Linked DNA regions of Mus musculus: region 2 is linked to region 1. Evidence: chromatin contacts called from public Hi-C data. All regions are on one chromosome and are shown on one strand. The core of a region is the stretch at or near the end of the contact, and the rest is flanking DNA. Distances in the headings are between cores, read along the strand shown. Region 1 overlaps Ostf1 (osteoclast stimulating factor 1). Region 2 holds the start of Nmrk1 (nicotinamide riboside kinase 1).

Evidence for each region. Hi-C and Micro-C count contacts between places; a contact is called where the count stands out from the background.
Region 2: a contact with region 1 is called in a Hi-C map of CD8 T cells, with 2.5 times the contacts expected there. A contact is called at or near these places in 4 of 39 promoter capture datasets (the C10 cell line, liver, neutrophils and 1 more), 42 of 484 Hi-C or Micro-C datasets (B cells, the C3H10T1/2 cell line, CD4 T cells and 28 more), 16 of 130 datasets of targeted methods (the 230-238 cell line, CD8 T cells, the HPC-7 cell line and 10 more) and 3 of 9 other capture datasets (adipose tissue, liver and pancreatic islet).

Annotation. Positions count from the first base shown.
Region 1 is chr19:18,581,547-18,584,937 of GRCm38.p6, reverse strand. Ostf1 (osteoclast stimulating factor 1) reads left to right here. Exons shown (of 10, transcript NM_017375.3): 9 at 195-296. Among named protein-coding and RNA genes, the nearest start is that of Ostf1, 49 kb to the left of the region's middle.
Region 2 is chr19:18,630,099-18,633,489 of GRCm38.p6, reverse strand. Nmrk1 (nicotinamide riboside kinase 1) reads right to left here and starts at 1,474. Exons shown (of 9, transcript NM_145497.2): 1 at 1,409-1,474. It overlaps Ostf1 (osteoclast stimulating factor 1), which reads left to right and starts at 1,677. Exons shown (of 10, transcript NM_017375.3): 1 at 1,677-1,870. The coding sequence starts at 1,837.

The DNA of each region.
Region 1 (3,391 bases), core at 603-3,102:
GCAGTCCCTGGTGCCTGGAAGGGAAGAGCAGGTTGAATGGAGCAGCAGGCTCTCTGAGGAACCATGCCAGCCACATTCCTTCTGGGCCAGAATTGTTCTCCGGTAGCTTTGCCAAAGTGATCAGCTCACGACAGAGGACCAGCTGCTGGGTGCTGTTCTGCAGACACGTGACTTCTGTTTCCTGTGTTGGGAAGGTGCGAGGACAGACTTGAGAAACAATGAGAAGAAGCTGGCCTTGGACATGGCCACCAACGCTGCCTGTGCATCGCTCCTGAAGAAGAAGCAGCAGGGAACAGGTATTGTCTTAAATCCTTCTTGTGCTTATGATCAAGACTTTGCAAGGTTTTACTGCAAAGGGCGAGTTTCCCCCCATATGATAAATGATTCTCAATTTTGAATATATACCATTGGTCTAAATCAGATCTAAAGTAAAACGATAGTATCAAGCAAACCCATCTGAAGTCAGATGGAGCCTTTCATGTCGTCATTTCCTTTGCTCTTTGCTAATAATGGTATGCTTTCCAGCATGGCAGCATGGCTCTGTGAGTGACCGAAGGTAGATGTAACTAAAACTCACCACTCCATGATTACCTTGAGCTTTAGACTTAATGAACATAGCAATCAACCACACCTGAAGTTTTTCTAGGCTTTGCCAAAGACTGGAATCTATTCACAATATTGTGAATGGTTCTTCAAGTTTAGAAATGAGGTACAAATTCTTCAAGATTAAAATACAGATGTGGGAAGATAAATGTGAACGGAATGAAGGTTTTACATGGTGGTTGTTTCAAAAGAAAGAAAGGGATTGTCTTTGTTGTTCTGTGTTATAAAAAAATTCTCTGTTATAAAAAAAAAGAAAACATTTAATTGGGGGGCTTCTTACAGTTTCAGAAGAGTCCATGATCATGATTATGTTGGCAGGGAACATAGTCACAGGCAGGAAAACGTGGTGCTAGAGATGTAGCCGGGAGCTTTGAGTCCTATTCTACAGTAAGCAGAGAGAGAAAGACAGACAAATAGACATATGTACATACAGACAGACACAGACTCAGCCTAGCATAGGCTTTTGAAACCGCAGTGCCCACAGCCAGCAACACACCTCTTCCAAGAAGGGCACACCTCCTAATACTTTGCAAGCAGCAACCAAGCACACAGTGTATTAGCCATTCATCATGTGGGTTGGGTGATGTGAGGGTTGGGGGATATGATTCTCATTCGGACCACCACAGGGTTTAAAATGCAAGCCATGTGTCCCTACACAGAGGCCAGCTCTTTGCTGCCCTCGCTGCTGTCCTGTGACTGTGTGCTTTACCTTCTCGGTCACATTCACCTCACCTTTCTCTCTCTCCATCACTGTGCCTTTCTCCCTCCCACCCAGTCATCCTTATTCCCTGGCCTGTGTCAAAACCCCGAGTTTAGTCCCCTGCCTGAGCCTGAGAAACAGTAAGCGTTCTCCTTGTCTTTGGGGTTTAGGAGAACCTCCTAAATTATCCTCCTTGCCCATTGCTAAGTCCCATCATACATAAGCCTGCCCATGAGCCCGCTGCCCCTTTGTATTGCCTTCCACTTCAGTTCACCCACAGTGGAAACCAGCCTGGAGCTTGGTGCTTTAACCATGGTTAATACTCATCAGAAGAACTGGTGTTTCTCTAAAGACAGTCATTTATTGATGTGAGCTCTGGAGGGAATGACAAAGTGTTTGTTAGCTTAGCTGGTGCTGCCCAGACACTGCGTGGGACAAAAAGTAGAAACCATGTTTGTTAGTGGGTGGGTGGCTTTTGCTTGAGGTTGACCTCCCAGTCCGTCCTGTCCAGTTGGGTGAGGAAGGAAGGCTGTGGCCTAACTTCCTTTCTTTGCCACTGACTTCCTGTTGCTAGACTCCAGCCTTCAAGGAGACTCTACTGCACTGTAAGGTTCCTTACGTGCTAAAGGTTCTCGTTCTCTGTCTCTCGTGCTTGGTCCTGACCAGCAAGTTGTCTGCAATAGGATCTTTGCTTTCTAGCTTGATAGGGTTCTAGGTCCATCTTCGTATGGTCCCCAGACAGAGCAGGTCATATTTCCAGGGAAGTCTGGGCTCTGCTAGTGAGAGACCTGGATTTGGCTGCCATCAATTGAATTCTAACAGTGTTTGCTCTCGAATTACATTTTCCTTCTCAGGAAATTTGTTACTGTAAGAATTTGATGAACACAGCCGAAGAGGCAGCAGTTAGATTAGCCATCTTCCCTTTGACCCCTGTGCAAGATTGTTTTAGTTAGCATTTGATAGAGTCCAGATTTTCATTGATTTTTTAATTTTTTCTAAATTTCAGCCTCTTGCTACTTCTTAAAGTTACTTTTTCCTGAAATGAAACGGAAGCATCTGTATCCTCACCCCCTCTCCCTCATTGCTCACCTTTCTGTGTCCTGCCTTCAGGGACCGCACAGGCTGTGCGCTGACTGACATGGAGTGGCTGCTGATACTCCGTGTTGGCCGCGGTGCCTGTGGCTGGTGGCTTTGTGCTGGGGTTGGACAGGTGGGGTTGGACATTGCCAGCGACTTGGCAGCCCCTCGCAGTGAGGCTCTGCAGGTTGGAAAGTAGTGATGGGAAGGGTCACAGAGAGCGCATAATCCCTGGATCAGGGAGGATTGTGGTTCCTTTCTTTCTTTTTTTTCTTTTTTTAATTTTGTAATTATATTTAGGTATAGAAAACTTAGTGTACATTTAACCCAATTTAGTGGCAAGTTCTTTAGCCTTTGCGTTTTCCAGCTTGGCAATGCGAGCCACAGACTTAGGACCCAGGACATTGCCTCCCCAGTGGTGACAGATCTCGTCATATCTGTCATTATAATTGGTCCTAATGGCTTCCACCAGCTTAGCCAGAGCACCCTTGTCTTCCGAGTTAACCTGTGTGAAAGCAACTGTGGTGCATGTCTTCCTGTGGACCAGGTGCCCCAGCCTGGCCTTTCCCTTGATGATGCAGTAGGGCACCCCCATCTTTCGACACAGGCAGGTAGGAAAACCACCAGCTCAATGTGGTCACCAGCTGAGCCTTCTTGTTCTCCACCAAGGTGGTGACTGTATTGACTCCTGCTTGGAGGACAGGTGGTCTCTTAGTTGGGATGTCCCCTTTGCCAGCAGCTTTCTTCTCAGCACGGGCCAGTAGCCTTTGCTTCTTCTCTTGCTTTGTCTCTGGCCTGTACTTGTGGGCAAGCTTAAGCAGCTGAGTAGCTGTCTGCCTGTCCAGGGCCTGGGTGAACTGGTTAATGGCAGGAGGGACTTTGAGCCGCTTGTAGAGGATGGCTCTTTGCCGCTGCAGCCTGATGTAGCGGGCCCATTTGACAAAGTGCGATAGATGTCTTTTGGGCTGGATGTCCTGTCCAATGCCGAAGTTCTTAGGCCTCTTCTCGAAC
Region 2 (3,391 bases), core at 225-2,724, 49 kb before region 1:
TGCAGAGTCCAGGCTGGTCAGGAACTTGCCACACAGCCACGGCTGCCTCTGTGGCAAAGCTACCTTCCTAAAAGTACTGGGATCATAGGCAAGCCTCGCCAAGACTGGCTCATACGCAGAATTGTTTAAAACTATCTTTGATTTAATCCCAGTGAAATGTTAAATCTTCTTCATAGTTGGCTTATGTTTATATTCAATCTATTCCACTCTGAACAGAGACTTCTAAAGCACAGAATGATTCCCAGGAGGATGGGAAGAGTCAGCAGGCGGCAAGAACTCCACCATCAATCAAATCTGAGAAACACAAGAGCAAACACACATGCTCTTCAGATGACTTCAAGGCCCAGGTTTCAGGACTTCCGTGAGGTTCAGGCTACAGTTATCTGGATACGCTCCCATGAATAGGACTAATTTCAACTTTGAACCCTTTTGGTAAGCAGAAATCCCCCACAGGTAGAGTTCCTGGTAAGCAAGGCCTGGGGGCATAGCCATGACCAAGCTCCTGCTAACCTTTGCCCCTTGAAGTTTCAGTCACTTTTTTCCCCGTAAATTAACCTTCAATAGACATGTTGAAGGTCCATTTTGTGGAGGTTCTTTTTTAAAAAGTTGCTTTCTTACATTTGTATCTAGGTTGCGGTGCATGTGTGTGGGCAGGTGCATGCCATGGTTCACCACAGAACACATGCTCAGGTCATAGGTCTCCTGGGAGTTCTCTTTCCAAAGTGTGGGTGCTAGAGGCTGAACTCTGCTCATCAGGTTTGGCAGCAGGGGCAGCTGGACCATTGTGCTGACCCTGTAGTTTCTTACATAACCAGTATTTTCATTTTTATTACCCCTAATATACAATAGGCATATAATATTGACTGTGACATTGTGAGTTTACTTATGTGTGAACATAAACTCTCGTGTTGGGCAACTTGTATAAAGTACCAGCCAGTAGTATAGTTTTGACTTCGCGGGTAACTATTCAACTCTGAAATTGTAATAAGAAAGCCAATGCATAAGCAAACGAGCATGCTGTGTTCTAATAAAATTTTATGGTCACGGAAATCTAAGTTTCCCCTAACTTTCGTGTGCCACAAAATACTATGCTTTTGTCTCAGCTATTTAAAAAACGCCAAAAGCACTGTTAGAAGTCTTTATAAAAGCCAGGCAGCAAGTGGGTTGGAGTTTGTTAACCAGATGCTGTAGAAAAAGCTGTCCTGTCCCGTGGGGGATCAAGACCCGATTCTCCAGCTAGCAAATGTGGGGTCTCCTACAGCTAGCAGTGTCTAGTTGCTTTTTAGGAGCATCTAAGTCCCACCGCGGTTTCCCTAGACACGATCAGGTTCCTGGTACATACAGCGAAGGAGACTCTTGAAGATTCCCAGGCCTCGCCGTGTGTACGCAGCAGGCAGTGGGTACTCACCGAAGCGGGTTCGAATCCTTCCCAGCAGGGTCGCAGAGCAAGCTTCAAGAGCGTTTCATGCCTACCACTGCCCGGTGCTCACCTAGGCAGCGAAGTCCACTGCGCTTTCATAGCCTCCCCTACGCAGGGCCTGAGGGCGTGGCTACTGTAAAGCTCCTCCCCCAAGAGAAAGGCGGGGCTCCGGCGTGCCGGAGCAGGCTGGACCTCTGAGGTTCGGCCGGGCTCCCCGCCGCAGCCAATCAGCAGCCGGCGAGGCGCGGCCACTTCCTGGTGGGAAGGCCGGGCTGTCTGCGGAGCTCGCTGGTCCGAGTGTCCCGCATCGGGTTGCGCGCGGATCCGGAGCGGCCGCGGCCAGCGCAGGCTTGGCGCCCAGTTCTCGTGTGCGTGTGGGGCTCCCGCGGCTGAGCCTGGTCGCTCCGTGTAGCGCCATGTCCAAGCCACCTCCCAAACCGGTCAAACCAGGTAAGAGTGGTGTGCGCTGCGCGTGCGGGTCTCCAGGCTGCGGGACCCGGTGCTCGAGTTCCCGAGGAGCGTCCTCGGACTCTGTCCACACGGCTCGCCAGGACGTTCTAGCGGTGTGGTGGCAGCACCTCGGTCGCGGCCACTTCCTCATATTTCGCCCTGTCGCTGTCAAGTTGGAGTTCTTGACCGGCAGGCGAACGGGAAGTGCGCTGCGGCTGGGTGGGGTTTGCGCCCGGGCTGGAGCGGGCCAGGGACCCGAGGTCTCCCGGGAGCTTTGGAGAGCTGCTCGGGCGCTGCCAGCGGGACAGCCGGGCTGCAACCCTCTCGGCTCCTAGCTTTAGGCAGTGTCGCTCTGTCATGCATCCTAGTGTTTTTGCTTAGGGTGACTCTCGCGAACTAAACTGGAGAGAGTACGAAGTTCCTCAAAGCAGTTTTCTTGACCGCCCTTCCTGGTTCACTTTTAAAAACGTTGTTCTTAGAGTGTTTTCTGTGATATGGAGAAACGAGACTAAATAAACTCGTGGGAATTTTCATTTGGATAGGGAATTGACAGGGATCGTAAAAAAATGGGAGATGAATGTTTGATGAATTCCCAGACCCCTTTTCCTAATCTCCTGCAGCTTTGGTATTACAAAGGCTGAAAGCCATTTACATCAACTTTTATAGCTGCTTATGCTGCTGCTTCAGTGATTTTTTTTTTTTTTTTTTTTTGCCCTTGAGGTTGTTTTATTGGTTTTGCTTTGCTTGTTTGTTTGTTTTACTAAAGTGACAGTCACTTCAACTTCAATAATTATCCAGTTTCCTTCTTTTGTGGCAGCATCAAGCCCCTGACTTTGAAAATAATGCACACATATTTGTGAAACAGGCATTCGCTGTCGACGTAAATTCTGTAGGGCCGGAATATGAAGGAAGTGGCTCAGACTGGCTTTGGCCTGAGCAGAGGCTGGGCGGGTGCTGGTTGAGGCTGCCCTCGACGTGAAATCTGAGAAGTTTGCAATTTGCAATTTAGATGCGGATGTATGAGGTGGCAGTTTTGTAAACTCTGCTGTAAGTCAGTAAGTACCTCGAGGGTCCAACTAAGCTGAGTTCTTTGATGGCTGAACAAAGCTCTTGATTTTGAAGAATGTGCCGAGAATCGGTTCGTGAAGTTTTTCATTCCCCCAGACACAGTAAAAGTGAAGTCAGTGTTGAGTCTGTGAGTGTTGGCAGGAGCCTGCCCCTGTGTACGTGATTGTGAACTTGTGTGTTCATGCACCCTTGGGTGTGGTTTAGGACCCAGCCTGTTACTAAGTCGAGGTTTGCTCTGGGAACCAGTTTTGTTGTTTACATCTCTGCCTTTTCCTCTCCAGCAAACCAGAAAACACATGGCTAAACATTTTTACTATTTAGAGAGAACTTTGACTTCACTTTGGATTTATAAGTGAGGCCCAAACATAGAGTTGCCATGAAAGTCGGTTTATTTACCTAGTAATGGATAATGAGAAATATTAGTGTCAGTAGGACTTAAGCTTTGTGCTTGCT